Regions from separate parts of the Manis pentadactyla genome. Here region 1 is linked to region 2. Evidence: chromatin contacts called from public Hi-C data. All regions are on one chromosome and are shown on one strand. The core of a region is the stretch at or near the end of the contact, and the rest is flanking DNA. Distances in the headings are between cores, read along the strand shown.

What was found. A called contact is a pair of places that touch in the nucleus more often than the background predicts.
Region 1: a contact with region 2 is called in a Hi-C map of fibroblasts, with 3 times the contacts expected there. The contact joins the promoter of IL17B here to the promoter of CSNK1A1 in region 2. A contact is called at or near these places in 2 of 3 Hi-C or Micro-C datasets (fibroblasts and skin fibroblasts).

What each region holds. Positions count from the first base shown.
Region 1 is chr2:23,900,457-23,903,810 of mManPen7.hap1, reverse strand. It overlaps IL17B (interleukin 17B), which reads right to left and starts at 1,772. Exons shown (of 3, transcript XM_036881560.2): 1 at 1,641-1,772. The coding sequence starts at 1,661.
Region 2 is chr2:23,745,622-23,748,580 of mManPen7.hap1, reverse strand. It overlaps CSNK1A1 (casein kinase 1 alpha 1), which reads right to left and starts at 1,500. Exons shown (of 11, transcript XM_036881562.2): 1 at 834-1,500; 2 at 115-221. The coding sequence starts at 956.

The DNA.
Region 1 (3,354 bases), core at 523-3,022, 150 kb before region 2:
CTGAAGCCTTCTCTCAGTCCCTTCTCGCCATGCTCCTTCCTGCCACAGGGACTTTGCACAGGCAGCTACCTGCAGAATCCTGCCTCTCCCTACCTTCTAAATGCTTCTCACCCCTCATGTCTCAGCCCCAGTGTCACTTCCTAGGATGCCTCAGAGACCTCCTTGGGCTCTCAACACCATATGCCTCTTGCATGACTGCAGACTTCCAGTTTGTACATGTAAATCTTTTATATGTCCGTCCCCCACTAAGCACTGACTCCGTGAGCTCAGGCATTGCATCAGTTTCCACACACTGTGTTATCCTCCGAGTCTGAGCCAATGATAGCTGGCACCACCCCAGCCATTCTGTAGCTCACAGTCTCAGCAGGGAGGACAGACAGTGACTAGGAAAACAAGCACCATTAGGGACAAGAGCAGTAGTGGGACAGTGCTACCTGCAGTCAGACATCAGGGCCCCCCCTTCAGCCTGTGGCAGGGCAGTGGTCCCACAAAGCCTTTCTGGGGAGCAGTCATGTCAGGTGAGGGCTGAAGGATAAGAGGGGGCAGATATGTGCAGACAGAGTCTAAAAGTATTAAGGGGGGAGGACGGTGTAAGAGGAGGTTTGCATTGGATGAAACATTTCACTGAAAGGAAAGTGTTGAGGCTGAAATAGAGTGTTGGTGGGGGGAGATGAAGTTGGGGATACAGGAAGGTCATGGCCAAGGATCCCTGCTGGACCCCACCACAGTCACGCTGCCCTCTTCCATGCCTCCCACCTGTGCTCGCCTCCATACTCTCCACACCTCACCCACCCACACCCATCCTCACCTCCCAGACCCTGGGAAGACTGTGGCTCAGGGGGAGAGGACCTGGGGGCCTGCAGGACCCAGACACTTCTGGAAGCTGGGGACAGAAGGACCAAGACTTGCATGGGGGGCCAGAGCTGGCCAGAAGGAAGAACTGTCAGAGGGAGTTCCATCTCCCCGCTGAATGCAGCCAGGCTCCTACCCACCCTGAGTCCCACACCCCGCCACCTGCATGCCCCATGCCTGATCTATCCAGGTGACCCAGCAAGTCTTGACCCTTGGGAACAAGTTTCAACATACCCCTCATGGCAGAAGGATTTCCTGGCACAAATCCACAACAGAGATTCAAGTCACTAAATTCTTCCTTTTTGGTCTTGATTCTGCTGCAGAAAAATGTCTCCCTTACAATATGCTTTCTCATCTGAACGTCTCACAAGGCATTCTTACACTCTGGCTCTCCACTCAGAGAAACCCAGAATATAATCACAGTCACCCTTCCTCACATTACAGATGGGAAACAGAGAAACAGAAGGACTTGCCCAAGGTCACACAGCCTGGATCTCAGGACCCAGGAACTCTTTGGAAAACCCCAGCAACCGAGTTTGCCAGGATCTCCCCAGATGCCTTCGGCAGTTTGAAAGGACTTCAGTGTAGACGGGCTGAGCCCAGTTCAGAAGTCTGAGCTACTGGCCATGGCTGCAGGCTCTGAGACCAGTCTGTTTCTTTCTCATCCTGAGTATTTGCCTCTGCAGATTCCAAGCCAAACAGAGGCAGCCATTAATCAATAGGAAAGAAGTAACGAAACACTCATGTCCTAAGAAGGGGTGGGGGTGGGGTGGGGAAGTGCCACGTACCAGGCTGTGTGGCCAGTCCATCCTGCAAGCCCAGCCCTCGGCCGACAGCTGCCACCCGCCTGAAAGCCCAGAGGCCTCCGCCAAGAGAATGGCAGCAACAGGATGGAGCGAAGCAATTATAGCTCATCAGGGGGCTGCTGGGGGGTTGGGGGGGTGGACTCATCATCAGCTGGGAGCCTTGGGCCCCCAGCTGGCTGGGTCTGGCACAGTGGCAGGCTGTGAGGGGCGTGGGGGCAGGCCAGGAGCTGGGCCGAGGTGCCCAGCGGCTGTTGACTGAGGGACAATGCCCTGTGTGTCTGGCGGGGCTCTGGAGGGTGGCCCCTCTGCCTGCGGCCTGCGGCCGGTTGCCCAGCCAGCACCCACAGGGCCAGCTGAGACAATCAGCTTCGTCTGCTTTGGGGACAGCTGGGGGGTGAGGGCGGAGGAGGGATGGGCAGTCCATTGGTCAGGAGAGCAAATGTTCTCGGAGTGTGCTCACCAGGAGTGGGACATAGGCCGCATCTCCCGGGAAAACAGCCTCAGGCACTCTGGCCTCAGCCAGCCCCAGGTGGGCTCAGCTGCCCTCCATAGCCAGAGTCCCACCCCCTTGATCCACAGGCAGGGAAACTGAGGCCAGAGCAGGGAAGGGACTTGTCCAGGATCACAGAGTGAGTTAGAGGGGACAGTGCTGGGGTTTGTACCTGGTCCCTGAGCAGGCTTTATCCACCATCCCAGGCTGTTTTTCTTGTGATATTTTTGTGCAGTTCTGGCCCCCTGTGAACAAGTTTCTGAATCCTTAATCTCACAGCAGCCACGTGGAGGACCCTTGAGGGCTGCATGGCCGGGTGTTCTGGCCCTCCTGCCACAGCACTCCACCTCATCGAAGGGCTCCACCCCAGGGGCCTGCTTGGGACTTTGAGTTTCTCTCAGCCTCAGGTTCCTTCTCTGTAAAGTGTGAGTCCTGCCTAGGCATTGACAGTGCCCTGGCTCATTTCTTCCTGATATCTTTCTGAGTCTCAGCTCCCACATCTCTAGAATGGGGATAACCATGTCATCCACCTCCTGGGGCTGTTATAAGGGGTAAAGGAAATAGCCCTTGTTGAATAGCTGACACAGTGCCTGACACATAATAAGTGCTCAAGAAACACTTGGCTGTTTGTTTACTATGAAAATTATTGTTATAAAATAATTTACCTGCTCTGATTAGCATTAGGGCTAGCATGGCTCCCATTGCTCAGCGAGCTCTCTCTCCTGACCCTTGGGCCTCCCCTCCGGGCTGAGAGAGCTCTGGACTTCATAGGCTCTGGTTACAACTTTATGGGCTCAAGTGACCCCATCTACAGGTTCTGGAATCACATGCTGAGTTGACCAGTGCTGCTGTTGAGGTCTCTCACCTCAAGTGAAGGGCCCAGCCTAATGTGAGCTGTGAGTAAGCAGGTCCCCCACCCCCGGAGGCAGGGGAGGGGGTGGGAGGGAGTGTGAAGAGAACAGGGGAGGGACGCTGCACAGGCATCCAGGATGGCACTGTCTTTCGGAGGCCACTCTTGGCCATTTACAGGAATCAGCAGAGGGAAAGAACACGGGGTGCAAGGCACTCCTGCATGTCACAAGATTAATCTGTCCAGGGCAGGTTTCCACGGCATAACTGAGAAACTGGCTGAGGCTTGAGCTCATGGAGAGATACCACCATATTTGGTCAAATACTAGACAGGGCTCTATTCTATCACTGGAAGCT
Region 2 (2,959 bases), core at 251-2,750:
CTTCCAGGTAACTCAGTTACCCAGCCCCGAATTTAGCTGTTTACTGCCTCTATCCCTTTTTCCGCAATCCGTGCTTTCTTCAGTGGATCGCCCTACCTGCCTATGGGTTCTTACCGTATGTGAGGGATGCCAACACCACCTTGAAGAATCTTATAGAGCTTGCTCTCATACAGCAACTGGGGATGCCTGGCCTTCTGAGATTCTAGCTTCACTGCCACTTCCTGCAGGAGATAAAGGGGATAATGGCATCAACATCTCTATGGATTCAGTGTCACTTGCGAAAGGAGGGGAGAGACATTAGCAAAGCTCCGACTTCGGGACAAGAAGGCAGAATGAGAGCCTGGGAAGAGAGAGAGCTCTTTGTAATAATAAAATGAGGCAACCAGCCTCAAAGGCCTCTTCAGGGGATAGTGACGAAATCTGGACATCCTCTTAAGTGCAGGGAAATGATTCATCCAGAAAACGTAATGAGATGTTAAGAAGGAACCAGGAGATCAAAGTGCCGCCAATTGGAACAAGAACCCCCCAAAAATCAAATATATAGAAAATATAGGGAACACAGAAATAGGATTTTGCCATTCTTACCTTAAACGACGGTTTTGAAAAAGTTCGATTAAGGTGCATTTTTAACAAGCCGGGTAACTTCACTGTTAAATCTTTCTACCGGCTTCTTTTCCTTTTAGGGAAAGAGCGCGAGGGAGGTTCCTGGGGCAGGAAATCTGGCTCCCTCTGGACTCCCCAGTGCGTGCGGGGGGAACAGGCCCGAGCAGTTTGGGGGTGTGGGGGGTGAAGACAAGCGCAGCGCGGTCAGGTACCCCACCCTGGGTGATTACCTCGCCGTTGGTGATGTTGATCGCCAGATAAATGTCCCCGAAGGAGCCGGACCCGATCTTCCGTACTAGTTTGTATTTCCCTCCGACGATGAATTCGGCCTTGGAGCCGCTGCTGCTCGCCATCCTGTGAGGCGAAGATGGAGGCTGGGGCCAAGCCCCGACACCTCTGTGAGGAGGACTGAGGCCCCTGGGGCTCGTCTACTGAGCAAGGTTGCGCAGGAGGGCGGCAGAAAACGGAAAACGCTGACTTGCTCGGCGTTACCGGCCCAGAATCGGCAAAGGGGAACCTAATCACCCCCGCTCAGTCAGGTTTCTTTTTGCTGGGCCGCAGTTTGTGAGGGGGTTCTCGCGGTTACCAAGTCGGAGCCACTTGCTTCTGGGCGGCCGCCGCGGCCTCGTTTCTGCGGCGACGTCACGGGCTGGAAAAGGGGTACGGTGAGTTAGGGCGACGATACCGCTGCTACCACTGCCGCCGGCTCCTGCCCGCAGGGACCCCTGTCACTCGGCCGACGCCGCCATCTTGTTACTCCGGCTCCAGCCAACACAAAATGCCCCCAGTCCCCGGGAGCCGCTTCTTCACGGCGCAGGGCACTCTGGGAAAGGGATCTCAGACTCTAGCCCCGGAGGGTCCGCAGCTAAAGGGAGGGCGGAACCGGATCCATGAGAGTCGAGGCCCACGCTTCGGGCGTGGCGCGTCACCGCCCAACTGCGCATGCGTACTGCAAACCTGCTGAGTGCGCAGGCGTGACGTGACCCTCCTCACCCACGCCCCGGCTTACTTCCACTTCTGGTCGTTGGCTGTTCTATTTGTGTTGTCTGTGTTTTGGTCACCTCGAATGCGCCGTTTTTATGAAAGGCTGTGTGTCCCCAGGTCTCCAGAACATGCTAGGAAGGGGTCACCTTGGAAGATGGGTGCTTCACGACTCCCTTTGAGTTGCTCTTTGAGGCGACTTAACCTTTGATCTTTCCTGGGACCACTCCCCCAGACCGGCCTATTCCAGCCCAATTTCTGTTTTGAGGGAGGTGTCACCTCTCGCGGAGAGAAAGAGAAAAGCAGCTCTGGGACGTCTGGGTTTTGTTCAGGGCTCCCGATTTTAACTGCTGGTTAATTAGTCTTAATAAATAAAATTCTGTGTTATACGGAATGTTGGAAAACACCTTTTTACAGGATGGGAAAAGAGCGAAAACAAATTACCCTGCCGCCCTATGTTTTTGTATCGTTGTCCTACTGATATAGTTGATCCCCAAGAAAAAAATCTTAACATCCCGATTCATAATTTTAGTGGCAGATATATACAGTCAACAGAAAACGAAATTTGCAACCGTGAGAAAACTCGCAAAAGTTGTTATACCCGTTCCCCCTCAAAAAATTCTGAAAAAGTCATGCCTTGTACTGAAAACAGTATTGACCAAAAAAGGCGGTGTAGAAATAACTAATAAAATAGACGTTTAAAACTACGCAGTAAAGTTTCTTAGTAAAAACCGGTCAAAGAATCAAATATGACCACATTTGAGTTTACAAAATTTTACCTGGGAAAACAGGGCGCAGTAGTAATGATGATCACAAAAGAACTCCATTGTCAATGCCGTCATCTGTGATACGAATCAAACCCTGATGATGGGTGAATCGAATCTCATCTGCAAAAATTTAAACAGAATTTCTATCATAAATAAAATAATTTCATTAAAATCTAAATGGTAAAAAAAAAAACGTAGACTTAACTGCAGCTTTGAAAGCCAATCAAGTAATTAGTAATGGGGGATCATCCTGGAAGATAACTAAAATTCTTCCATGTTACTCTTGTTTTCTGACTTAAATATTTATATTGATGAAGCTCTAAATGTCTTGAATTTGAAAACAGAGGGGAAGAGAGTTCCGCTAAAGTTTAGAATGAAGTTTTGAGGCACTACCAACACCCAGGCTGCCTGACTGCCAAACCAGCTCTGTTAGACATTAGACATTCTCCTTTGGTGACTCTTAGACATGTTTGGCCTGCTTAAAATTCTGTGCTGTTGGAATCTGATCTTAAAAAAAAAAAACAGCTAACATCTTGAAAGTGCTGATTTCTGCCACAGCCATCCAAAATTTTATAGGTTCCTCAGCTTGAGAAGTTCCCCATAAATGG